Regions from separate parts of the Mus musculus genome. Here region 2 is linked to region 1. A link is a contact called in public promoter capture Hi-C data. All regions are on one chromosome and are shown on one strand. The core of a region is the stretch at or near the end of the contact, and the rest is flanking DNA. Distances in the headings are between cores, read along the strand shown.

Evidence for each region. Promoter capture Hi-C pulls out the DNA fragments that hold promoters and counts their contacts.
Region 2: a promoter capture Hi-C map of hematopoietic stem and progenitor cells shows a contact between it and region 1. The contact joins the promoter of Lpin3 here to the enhancer-like site in region 1. A contact is called at or near these places in 19 of 39 promoter capture datasets (the 3T3-L1 cell line, 3T3-L1-derived adipocytes, the C10 cell line and 13 more), 4 of 484 Hi-C or Micro-C datasets (Sertoli cells, bone marrow-derived macrophages, cerebral cortex and 1 more), 20 of 115 datasets of contacts at active chromatin or transcription factors (the SCID.adh cell line, bone marrow-derived macrophages, cardiomyocytes and 13 more) and 5 of 9 other capture datasets (adipose tissue, embryonic stem cells, liver and 2 more).

Annotation. Positions count from the first base shown.
Region 1 is chr2:160,626,025-160,628,724 of GRCm38.p6, reverse strand. No RefSeq gene overlaps it. Among named protein-coding and RNA genes, the nearest start is that of Top1, 19 kb to the left of the region's middle. Within about 2 kb of position 1,309, at least 57 of the 459 cell types and tissues checked have an H3K27ac peak or open chromatin away from gene starts, as enhancers often do. A contact at or near this core is called in bone marrow-derived macrophages, hematopoietic stem and progenitor cells and microglia, where this site is marked.
Region 2 is chr2:160,886,808-160,889,507 of GRCm38.p6, reverse strand. It overlaps Lpin3 (lipin 3), which reads right to left and starts at 1,340. Exons shown (of 20, transcript NM_001199118.1): 1 at 1,291-1,340.

The DNA of each region.
Region 1 (2,700 bases), core at 60-2,559:
GCCTTGGCTGTCCTGGAACAGCTTCTGTAGACCAGGCTGGCTTCAAACTCAGAGATCTGCCTGCCTCTGCCTGCCTCTGCCTACGGAGGTTTGTTGTTGTTGAATTGTACTTATTTATTCTGTGGCTGGCTTCTTTCTCTGAGCATAGTGTGCTACCTTTAATCCTTCTATGTGGGTACCTACTTCTGATGTGTCAAGCAGGGTAGCAAGAGAACCCCAGCCAGGGTCTTTGTTATCATTCCTGCCTCAGTTCTCCAGCTTCGCACCTGCCCATTAACTCACTCAGACTTTAATCAAAAGCCCCCCCAACCCCCCAACCGCACCGTGAACCTTCTCTGAGCTCCACGACAGCTGAGCTAACTCCTATCTCATTCCCCTATAAGCTCCCCTCTATGCTTGCTTCTTTCTCTAAGCCTTCTGTTTTCTTTGTCCTGGGTTCTCGGACTTAGCTATTTCCATCCATGCATGAGTGTGGGCCTCTTGTCTCATCTGCTCCTCCCCCCCCCCGCCCCCACTCCTTTTTTTTTTTTTTTTTTTTGGTTAAGTAATTTTAAGATGTGTTTATACATGTGTGTGTATAGTCAGATCCTCTGATACTGTGATATGCTATGGGCCATCTTCCTCCCAGTGCATGATATGCCTAACCATAGCACTTTGCATACACAAACACATGTCTCTGGAGTCAGAGCCCCATCTCTGAGGTGGGGATGTCTCTCCTGTTTCTCTCCCCTCTGGATTTCTGGTTGCTGCTGGCTCTCCACATAGTCTTCCTCAGCTCGTTTCAGAAACCAGAAGTTTCTTCTTCTCATATTATCAACAGTTATTTGCAAACAAACGATAATGCTTTGGTGATGGGTTTCTCGCTCTGCCACTCAAGCTGGCTATGCTTTTCTCAGGTCTCCTGTCTCAGGCTCCTTAGTCACTGTGCACCTGGCTACACTCAGCTGTACATAGTTTATGCATCAGTTGACTTGACCCCAAGAGGAACTATTACAGTCTCAATCTTACAGATGAGAGAACTACGGGCTTCTTGCTTTGTTGGTGCCTCCTAGTTCCAAGTCAACAGTTTCTCTCTTCTACATAATAGAAGTGACCTATTAAGGGCTGATTTTTGTGACCTCTCGTTTTTTACCTCCTGAAACCTGCCATCTCCCTACCCCAGCCCCTCACGCTATGAAGTCATCCTTGTTATTTTTTAACTGCTGTTATCTGTGATTGGCCCCATGTCCACATCGCTCTACCCACACTGCTCTGGCACCCTCTCTTTACCCAAGCCAAACGTCGACTGACCACAGGTGGCTTTTTTGCTTGAGCACGTATGAGCTATGGCAGGGTTTCACTTCCCCTTCCATTCTCAGCCCAGCTTTGTTGGCCTCTGTGATTCTTGCTTGCCCTAACTGGGACATAGCAAACCTCACAGTGGGCCTGGGCATTTCTGGTTCCCAAATCACAACTGACATCCAAGAAGGAAGAAGACGGCTAAGTGCCTTGTTCTGTTCTAGAGCCTATGATAGTCATGGCGACACAGAATGCAATTCTGAAAGGCCTCAGCTTCTAGGTACATCCAAGTGCCTTTTTGGGGGGGGGGGGGGTTGGTTTTTTGAGACAGGGTTTCTCTGTATAGCCCTGGCTGTCCTGGAACTCAATCTGAAGACCAGGCTGGCCTCGAACTCAGAAATCCACCTGCCTCTGCCTCCCGAGTGCTGGGATTAAAGGCATGTGCCACCAGGCCCGGCTCCAAGTGCCCTTCTTATGGGCTCCTGATGTTGTAATTGGCTTAATTCTCTCCTCTCTCTGGATTTTGATGGTTGAGGACCTTTCTGCAGCACAGCTGACCTTTAGCTGCCCTTTGGCCAGCAACATACTGCTCAGACTCTGTATGGGAAAATCACCTGCCCTATGTCTTCCGCAGCTCAAATCTCAGACTAGCCCAAAATGTTTTACTTGGGTTTATCACCCATAATTTTTTCTCTCTCTCAGCTGGATAGTGCAGTATATCATCGCAAAAGCAATTTATGAAAGTCTTTCAACACGAAATATGAAAAAATGCAAATAAAAATGGGATCCAGATGGGGAGATGGTCTGGTGACCTTAACTCAATCCCTGCTACCCCCACAAAAAGCCAGATAGATATATGAGGCCAGTACTCTGTAGAGGTGGGAGGGTCTCTATGATTGAGGCCAGCCTAGTCTATATGGTAAACTCTGAGACAGCCAGGATTACACAGACAGACCTAGTCTCAATACAAGAAAAATTAAAAAGCCAGCCATGATGGTACACATAGGTAATACCCATGGTAAACAGGGGGATCAAACAACTCTCAGGCCAGTGTGCAGCCTGGGGTCAGAAATAGTCAAGAGAGACCCTGCTTTAGAAGCACAATAGTGTGGGCCTTTTCTTAAGAACACAGTATATGTCGGGTATAGAGGCACATGTCTTTAATCTGAGCACTCAGGAGGCAGAGGCAGATAGACTTTTGAGGCCAGCCAGGTGGTCGTGGCTCACACCTTTAATCCCAGCACCTGGGAGGTAGAGGCAAGTGGATCTTGGAGTTCAAGGCCAGCCTGATCTACAGAGTGAATTCCAGATGGCCAGAGCTACACAGAGAAACCCTATCTCAAAATGAAACAAACCAAAATGGGAGGAAAGAAGAGAACTAACATCCTAAAAAACTATTCTCTGTGCCGCAGTATACATGCA
Region 2 (2,700 bases), core at 91-2,590, 260 kb before region 1:
CCCTACCCCACAAACACCCCTAAGGAAACCTTTTTGACTTTTTTCTTCCATGACTGTCCTACTGTTTAGGCTAAGTACTAGAGACTCAGATTATTGATGGCAGCAAAGCACTGTGGGTAAGAACACCACAGTGGCTGAGTTCTAATCTATACTTTGCCCCTTCCCAGGGCAAAATGCTTCATTTATCTGAGGTTTTCTTTTTAAGTATTTTTGTTTTAATTTTTTTTCTGTGCATTGGTGCTTTGCCTGCATCTATGTCTATGTGAGGGTGTCAGACCCCAGAACTGGAATTACAGATGTGAGCTGCCATGTGGTTGCTGGGAATTGAACCCGGGTTCTCTAGAAGAGCAACCAGTGCTCTTAACTCTGAGCCATCTCTCCAGTCCCTATTTATCTGAGCCTTCGTTCCAGCTTCTTTAAGTGGAGATAGTATCAGGCAGGGATGAGTACCCGCTGAGATAATTTGGATACAGCCCTGTTGTACAGTAGGTGTTATGCCTGTGTGTGACATCTAGCAGAGACACCAGCATCGTGACTTTTCCACACTCACTCAGGCTGTGGGCTGTGCAGTAGGCCAGTCTCTACTTGCAGTTAACAGTTTAGACACAGTAGGCTGCCACCCAACACCATGACCAGTGGGAACCTCACTATTTACAAAATAGAAAGGTGAACTCCAGGCTTTGTGGAGTACCTTGTTCAAGCCAGGCTAGATATATCCTCAAAGTTCTAGGGCTAGCTTGTCTCTACCACAGGGAAGCCAAACCAAGGTCCTCTGGACTCTTGGGACCCCAGATATTGAGATGGGGGAGTTATGGAGTGGGGATGACTTTCCAACTGCCACCAAAGAGAGTAGGGGTATAAGGAGGGGCCCTTATACCAGGGAAGCGGTCTACCGCTAAGTTACAATTCCCCAGCATTGGGAAACTGCCGCTTCAGTTCCCCTCATTGACAGGCAAGACAGGCCAGACAAGGGCCAGGGACACTCTTTGCAACTGAGGACTCTTATTACCAAGGACACGCCGCCAGTCTTGGGAAGCCTCTCTAAAAGGTTCTGGCATTCCTCTCTAGCTTCCTAGTCCTGGCTATCCAGGGAGCTCGCAGGGGAAGGGGCAGGAAGTGAAGCCAGCCTTCCCCTACTCTTTCCCTAGCTCCCTGTGGTCTCTGTCCCTTGACGTGAAAATGAGATAGAACAGAGTGGAAGAAAAACATATTTTGTTTTCCTATGGGCTAGGTTTCTACGTTGAAACTTCCCTCCCGAGGACCACTGAGACCCAGAAACGCCGCCTCTACCTGTACGCAGAGGTTCCACAGGTAAGGGTCCAGGTCCCGGCACTTCCGCTTTCTCTGAGACCCGGTGAGATCCGGTCTCCACTCCTTCCACCAACCAGGTGCGGCTCTCACTGTTCCCGGTCAGTCCAGGCTCCACCCTTCACTTCGAGAAGACCCCGCCCCCGTCCCGTGGTCCCACTCCAGGGCGCCCTTTTTCCTATGGGGAGCAACAGACTTCGGGGCTCTGACTCGTTCCCAGCCACACCCGTGGCCACACCAGCTGTCACGACAGGAGCACGAAAGACGTACGGACTTTAGAACCGCGTCTACCTACGTCCTGTTCCTTACTACCTGCCTCTGTGACCTTGAGCGAATCTCCCACGGATACCAGAGGAAAGCTACTTGTAAGATTTGACGGAGAACACGAATATCTTTGTCGAGGGCTTGGCGCTTGTATTTCCCATCCCGGGAACAGCGTTTCTTGATCCTCCACACCCCCTTTCTAGCCGAGGTCTAACTACCTATATGCTCACAGTTGGAATGTCTTATTTGCTCAGTTAATGTCAGTCTTGTTTGTTTTTGCATACTGACATCAAAACTCGGTGGTACACGCAAAGAGATCTACCACCGTTACACCACCCAGCTTCAACCGAGCTTGAACGCCTTTAAGAACGGACCACCTTCATACGCTCAGTGCTATTGCAAACCTGCTCAGTCATCTATCAGACACTTTAGCGAGTGGGCAGTGCGCTTAATACTACCACGGGCCAGCAGAGGGCAGATGGTGACCAGTCTTCTCACCCAATCACACTTTCTCACCACCCAACACTCTCAAGAGCAAGACAAGTGAGCAGATTTGTAGGCAATAAACCCAAGGGGCCAGCCAGGAATGACTTTGAATCCCTGACTCAGAGACCTCTCCGACTACCTGTATGGATGATCCCTGCAAACAAGATGTGCTGGAAAACATGAGACGCTGAAGGCGTTTGTTCGAAAAAGCACACACGGTCAGGCTTTGCCTAAAAGATGGCTCATTCAACCCAGCACGGTGGCGCACACCTTTATACCAACACTGGGAGGCAGGGGCAGGCAGATGCCAGAGTTTCAAGGTAAGATGTCCTTCAGAGGTAGTTCTGGGACAGCCAGGGAGACCCATAAAAACCCTGTCTGGAAAAAACAAAACTAACAGACAGACACACAAACAAAAATGGTTCAGCCAGTAAAGGTGCTTGCTTCTGAGTTGAATAACCGTAATCCACACTTACAAGGTATCTCGGGCAGGCTGTGAAGCCATCGTACACGCTGTATACACTCCAAATCAGTGGTTCTCAAACTTCCTAATGCTGTGACCTGATTCAGTTCCTCATGCTGTGGTGACCTCCAATCATAAAAATTATTTTTGTTGCTACTTCATAACTGTAATTTTGCTAC